Regions from separate parts of the Oryctolagus cuniculus genome. Here region 1 is linked to region 2. A link is a contact called in public Micro-C data. All regions are on one chromosome and are shown on one strand. The core of a region is the stretch at or near the end of the contact, and the rest is flanking DNA. Distances in the headings are between cores, read along the strand shown. Region 1 holds the start of PHF12 (PHD finger protein 12). Region 2 holds the start of NEK8 (NIMA related kinase 8).

Region 1 (3,052 bases), core at 242-2,741, 210 kb after region 2:
CCTTACCAGCACTGGAGGTGGAAGGCGGCCGGGCAGTGGTCGCAACACAGGAGATCTCCACCTTCCTTGCAGCTATCGCAGCTGTCGTGGTTGGTGGCCCTGCCGCTTCTCCGCGGCTCCTTCTCAGGCTTCCGACTCCGCTTTTCCGCCTCGTCCGTCTTGGGGGGAGCCAGCAGAGCTTGGATTTGCTGCACACACATACAAACGGCGTGTGTGCACACTCGGAGCTCCCGGGCGGCCCGTCGACCCCCCGGCGCGGCTACTCCGTCACCCACCCCTCTCCCCCCTTTTGTCCTTCTTCCTCCCATCCAGGCTGCTCCCAGAACCGCTCAGCCCCCGGAACCAGGGGGAGCCCACCCCAACCGCGTTTCTGCAGCACAACAACGAGCGCAGCTTCTTCCAAATGGGGAGGATCAGGGTAGGGGGATGGGGAGAGGGTGCGCGGTTCCCTTCTCGCCACTTCCTTGTATGGACAGTGGGGGACTCCAAAGCCTGGCTCGGGAGAGGCCCGAAGCCCGGTACCCGGACGTGCGGGAGGAAGCACAAAGGGGCCGACAAGAAGGGGGTGGGGAGGCCCGCCGGTGCAACGCGATGGAGTGGGCTGGCGCCTCTGGAAAGCGAATCGAGGGCGGCGGGTAGGTGAAACTGCTGCAAACGTCCTCGGCGGCTGAGCTCAGCCCCCCGAATCGCCGAGATGGGAGGGAGAGGCTGAGCAGGGAAGAAACCCCCCTCCCCTGGCCCTCTGGCGCTCCGAGCTCAGGCCGGCTTTGTGGGGCGGAGGGCGGAGGTTCCCTCCCGGCGCTGGGGGAAGGGGATGAGGAGGGCCACTCTTACCTCCATCAGCCCCCCCGACGTGTCCAAGTCGTACACGATCGTCTTGGTCTCCATTTTCTCCCACATTCATCCACCTCCCGGGCTGGGCGCTCTCTGCTCCGGCCCCCCCAACCCCGGGGGGAGGGGGGAGGCGGGGGGAGGGGGTGCTCCTGACCCCGGCTCCCCTTCTTTTTTCCCAACACGGGTCCCGACTTCCTCGCCCTGGCTCCCCCCCACCCCCCGGCCCCCAGTCCCTGGGACGGCAGCGTCCTCCCCGCGGGCCGTGAGGGGGGAGCGGCCCCTCAGCCCCGGCCCGGCGGCTGGCTGCACAGTGGGTCCCGGCTCCGGGGGTCAGGCCTCGGCGGGGCCTAGTCCCACAGGCTAAAGCCGGCGCTGGCGACCGCTGGTCCGGCCGGGAAGGCTGGCGGGCGCTGCCATCCCGGGGTTAGGGGGATCGGAGGGGGGGGTGAGAGGTTAGGTGAGGTTGTGGTACGTGAGGTGACTGGGGGGGAGGGTGATGGGGGGTGGTCCCCGGGCTCCGCCTCTCGCCGCCGCCGCCGTCTGCGTCCCGGCTGCCGCGCACTTGGCGCAAACTTACCGCGAGCGCCCGCAAAGCCACCCGCGCAGGCGCCCGGGGATCGCCGCTCGCCGCGCGCAACCGCAGTGACAGCCGGCGGCCGGGCTCCCGCGCAGCCGCGGTGAGGGGGTACCCCCCAGCGCGCAGCCGCGCTGGCATTCGTCTGGAGCCCCGGAGCCCCGCCTTCCTGCCCTGCGCCAGCGTACTGAGATAAAAGGGCGGGACCCGAGGTCTCGCGCAGGCGCCTGAGGAAGCTCCTAGGGGTCACAGCGCAGCCGCAGGAACCCGAGGACTCTTCATCCATTGGTGTTTGTGTGCAGACCGAGAGGGCTCTGTTCCCGCGCAGGCGTGTTGGGGATGCTCCCCTCCCGCCCCATAACACAACCGCCTCCCGCGCAGGCGTATCGTCACCTGCAGGCCCTCAAAGAAAGCTGCTCCTTTCGCCATTTTAGTAATGGGATAAGGGCTGCCGTGTCCTTGTAGTCCTCAAGCATGAACAGGAAGGGGCAAGGAATGTTGGACAGAGCTGGTAGGCTGCTGGTGATGGCAGTATTCATAGAGGTGTTGGACTGGACAGTTGGTTCCAGCGTCAGGTGTGGCTGGACCAGGCCGCCATGTTGATAAAGAGAAAAGAAAAGCCAGTGCGACAGAAAGCGACGCTTTGGCTGGGTGGCTGCCGTCCCCACTTCCCTCCTGCTCCCGACAATTAAATTTAGAACGAGCATCCCTGCCTTGCGTGGTGATGGCACCATGGAGACTTCCGCCTGCCCGTTACCACCCTCTCTCGACCACCGTTCTGAGAACTGCTCAAGAGGCTTAGAGTTTGTAATCCCTGACAACGCCCAGCTACCGGCCCACAGAGGACTCCCACTCCCAGATTGCAATGCGCAGGGGGTCCAAAAGGGCGGACGGGAGCGCATGGCACCCTGGGAGCAAGCATCGCGATGGGTCTGATGGACTGTGGGAGTCGTAGTTCCGTGAGCTTGAAACGCACTATACTGTAGGAAGGAAGGAAAGGAGTAATTCGCTTGTCGGGAAGATGCTTTTGAGAATTTCCGTGCTGCATGCTGGGATTTGTAGTCTTAGGGCCTCACCTCGAATTCTGGGCGGGGATGCATGCTCTCTTCCAGGGCGCTCGCCCTTCCCCTTGCTATTGCCCGCAGAGGTGACCAGTTATTGCTGCCCAACGGTAGATGAAGCAGTGAAGAAGGGAACCGCATCGTTGTGCCTAAAAGTGGGCGTTTAAGTAGCATGATTGACAGCGGTGTCCTGCCCATGTCTAATGTTACGGCACACGCATTCTCAGAGTCATAAAACTGAGAGGGGCCGAGAGACCATCTGATTTCATTCTCGTCTTTCCAGAGGCACAGAGAGGCCGCATAATGAATTTATGGCAGACGTGGGAATGAAACTTTTTTTTCAATTGCTTCTCTCCCCCCTCCCCCTTTCTCTCTCTCTCTCTGAACGAATTTGATCCCCAGGCCAGACACTGTCCACTACAAGATACTAACTGCACCTGGGACAATAAGGAAGATAAGTTATGTAGAGTGGGAATGCCAGTGTGTGGAATTTTAAGATTTTTCGTTTTTAAAATGACTTCTCTCTTTTCTGATGACCCTCTTAGTGGCTGGAAGGAATAATAAAATCATGGGGAGGAGGAGT
Region 2 (2,905 bases), core at 404-2,903:
CCTCCCGACTGCCGACGGGGTCCCCCAGCCGCCCTCGCTTGTCCGGCCTCATTAACCCGCGTCCCCACTTTCCCCGGGGGGCACGGGCTCCCCCGTTCTGGGCGGGTACCTCGAGAACTCTCCGCCCTCAACTCCTTTCTGGGCAGAGCTGGGCGGGACCCACCGCACGCCCACGGCCCGTCAGCCCGCGTCCCGGGGAAGAGTCGGAGCCGTGCGCTGAACGATGGTCTCCGCCCAGACCCTCTTCTTCCACCCGGCCAGAGGCGGACTTGTTTACCTGCCTCTCCCGCGCCTCTCGCGAGTGATGGCTTAGGAACTGTTGAGTCACCCATCGCCACTCTCCTCCCAGCCCGCCCTGGGGCTCCGGGGGCCACGAGGCTGTCACAGTCCTCGTTCAGCTATCCCAGCCCTTCCCCGGCTCCCCGGAGGCCGGGGCGGGGTAGACTGCCCCCGTGTCCCCGGCTCCTGGGGTGACCCTCACTGCCCACCGCCGCCTGGTGCAGTTGCAGCTCCCGGCCGCTGGGTGTCAGCCTGTCCTCACCGTGGCGCGGGGTCCCCGCCCGCCGCCAGACGAGCAGAGCAGCTGGGATTCGGGGATAACCTGAGCCAGGGCCGAAAGGAGCAGCTGAGGGCCGGAGGGGGCGTGTGCGTCGGGGAGTCAGTGGGGGAAGGGGGAAGAGAGGGCGCAGGAAACCAGTGGAGCGCAGAGACCCAAGCGGCTGGGTGTTTTGCTCTGCCTCTCCTGGCGGCTCCAAGGTTACCCATTAATCCCAGGGCGGCTCCTAGGGGCCCCGTCGGTTTCTAGGCGAGAGCACGAGCGTCCCCGGTGAGCTGCTTCCCCCGCCCCTCCGCGGCCTTCCCTCGGCTTACAGGGTAGCCTGGCCAGCCGACGCTGGCTGGAGCCCGCGGCCGAGGGGCCTTCCAGGGCCTTTCCGGTGTCCCGTGCCCCCGAGCGCGTTCGCAGGTCCTCTCGAGGGGCAGGGCAAAGACCCGACACCCCTTTCCTTACAGTCCTCGCCCGCTCATCCCTAGCTAATGATCACCTTTCTGCATACCGCGGGGCTTTCGTGGAGCTCCCGCAGAGCAGGAGGCGCCGGGGAGCACCGGCACTCCAGGCCCCAGGCCCGGGGCAGAGCTGAGGTCCCCCTGCACGGGCGGCCGCGTCGGGAGTGCGCACAAGCGCGAGGCTCGCCGCTGGTACCGGCCTCCCCCGAGGACTCCCCCTGCACAACCTGGGGTTTTCCCGGCCCTTCCCCAGGCAAACGCGAACCCAAGCCTCCTTCCGCCCCAGGGCACCAAAGCGCCGCTTCTGCTAAGTTGCACTCGTGTCTATCGTTCGCGCGCCTTCGGAAACAGCGTCGCCCACGGGCAGCCGAGGCTGTCGGTCCTTGCTTCTCGGCGCCCACCCGGCCCGAGAGGGGCAACTCTCCGGGCAGGCACCCCTCTCATCTAAGCAGCTTCGCGAGAGCGGGGCCCGACCATAGGTGGGAAGTGGCCGGCGCCGTTGCTGGCCGCTGCGGGACGTGCTAAAAAGCGGCGGACTGCCTTCTTTGCGTGGGTGGCAGGTCCACGAGGGAACCCGGCGCAGTAGCCAGCGCAGCGCACGCCCGCCCGCGGAGCCCACACCCAGCGCCGCTCCCTCCGGCCCCGCCCCGCCCTTAGCGTCCCGCGCGGGGGGCGGGGCACCCCGTGGGCAGGGCCGCGCATGCGCCGCGGCGGGGACAAGCGAGGTTCCGGAAGTGTAACTCTGGGAGATGAGATGGAGAAGTACGAGCGGATCCGAGTTGTGGGGCGAGGTGCCTTCGGGTGAGCCAGGGCTCTGGGGGAGGAAACTGCCAGGGGAGAGAGATGGTAATAGGCCCTAACTTTGACCGCGAAATCGCGCCCCGCCCCGAGGAGTGAGCGCCACTCTGGGAAGCCCCGCCCAGACTTCCGGTACCGGACCGGAGGCCCCGCCCCCGTGAGGCCACGCCCCTGGCCACCTGTGCGTGCTGGCGGGGTTCTGTTAGATTGCTTAGGCGCTGGCCCGTGTGTGTCAGACTGGGCGCAGAGTACACAGTTAGGACCGAAACAGGCGTGGCCGTTTCCCTGTCAGCTCACAGGCCGTAGGAAAGTTACACAATGAATAACACCTGTAAAGTAGGAGCAGTTACGAGCGGTTATTACCAGGCAGCGAGGATAGAGTCCAACACCAGGGAGAGGGTTTGTTTATTTGGGGCGGTCGAGGAGGAGTTCTCTGAGAAGTGAGATTCAACTCAAAGCAGGGACTTGAGCAGCGAGCAGCAGTGATGTGACGTGAGGGAAGAGCTTGCACCCCGGGGAAATGGCGGAAATGGCGTGGGCGGAGGAGAATTCGGAGCCCTGAGGGAAAGACTCAGGTTGGAAGGTAGTGGGCAAAGAAGGGAGCGGTGTAAAATGCGATGGTCACGCGGCGATCTGTTCCGGCCTCGTTAGCCAGGGCGAAGGGGTTGAATGTACTTGCAGTATGACAGGACTTCTGCAGCAGGGGACGTTCTCATGTGGATTGCATTTTTAAAATGCCACCGGCTGCTTCTGGAGTTTATATTTGAGAGTGAGGGGAGTGGAGGCTAGTACAGCATTTTAGTCTGCACTAAAATGACCTGGACAAGGGTTATAGCAGAGGACCCAGGGAGGATTGGGTGGGTTTACAGTATCTAGGAGGTAGCCACAAGATTTGCTGATGTGTTAGCGTGAGCTGGAGGAAGGATTCTGGGATGATTTTCAGATTCTGCGTCTGATTTTAATAACAGGAACGGTACTGTCACCCACCAACTGAGGGAGAGACAAGGGAGGAAAGGTTAAGGGGCAGGAATCAAAGGTTTCATTTTGAATTTGTTAAAATTCGGGATGCCTCGTAGCCAGCTATATGAGCCCGAGGCTCAGA

The links. A called contact is a pair of places that touch in the nucleus more often than the background predicts.
Region 1: a contact with region 2 is called in a Micro-C map of ear pinna, with 6 times the contacts expected there. The contact joins the promoter of PHF12 here to the promoter of NEK8 in region 2. A contact is called at or near these places in 2 of 6 Hi-C or Micro-C datasets (ear pinna and an unstated tissue).

Annotation. Positions count from the first base shown.
Region 1 is chr17:44,438,433-44,441,484 of mOryCun1.1, forward strand. PHF12 (PHD finger protein 12) reads right to left here and starts at 1,492. Exons shown (of 15, transcript XM_002718916.5): 1 at 835-1,492; 2 at 7-188. The coding sequence starts at 900.
Region 2 is chr17:44,225,005-44,227,909 of mOryCun1.1, forward strand. NEK8 (NIMA related kinase 8) reads left to right here and starts at 1,654. Exons shown (of 15, transcript XR_011383611.1): 1 at 1,654-1,806. The region is part of intron 1 of TLCD1 (TLC domain containing 1); the gene reads right to left.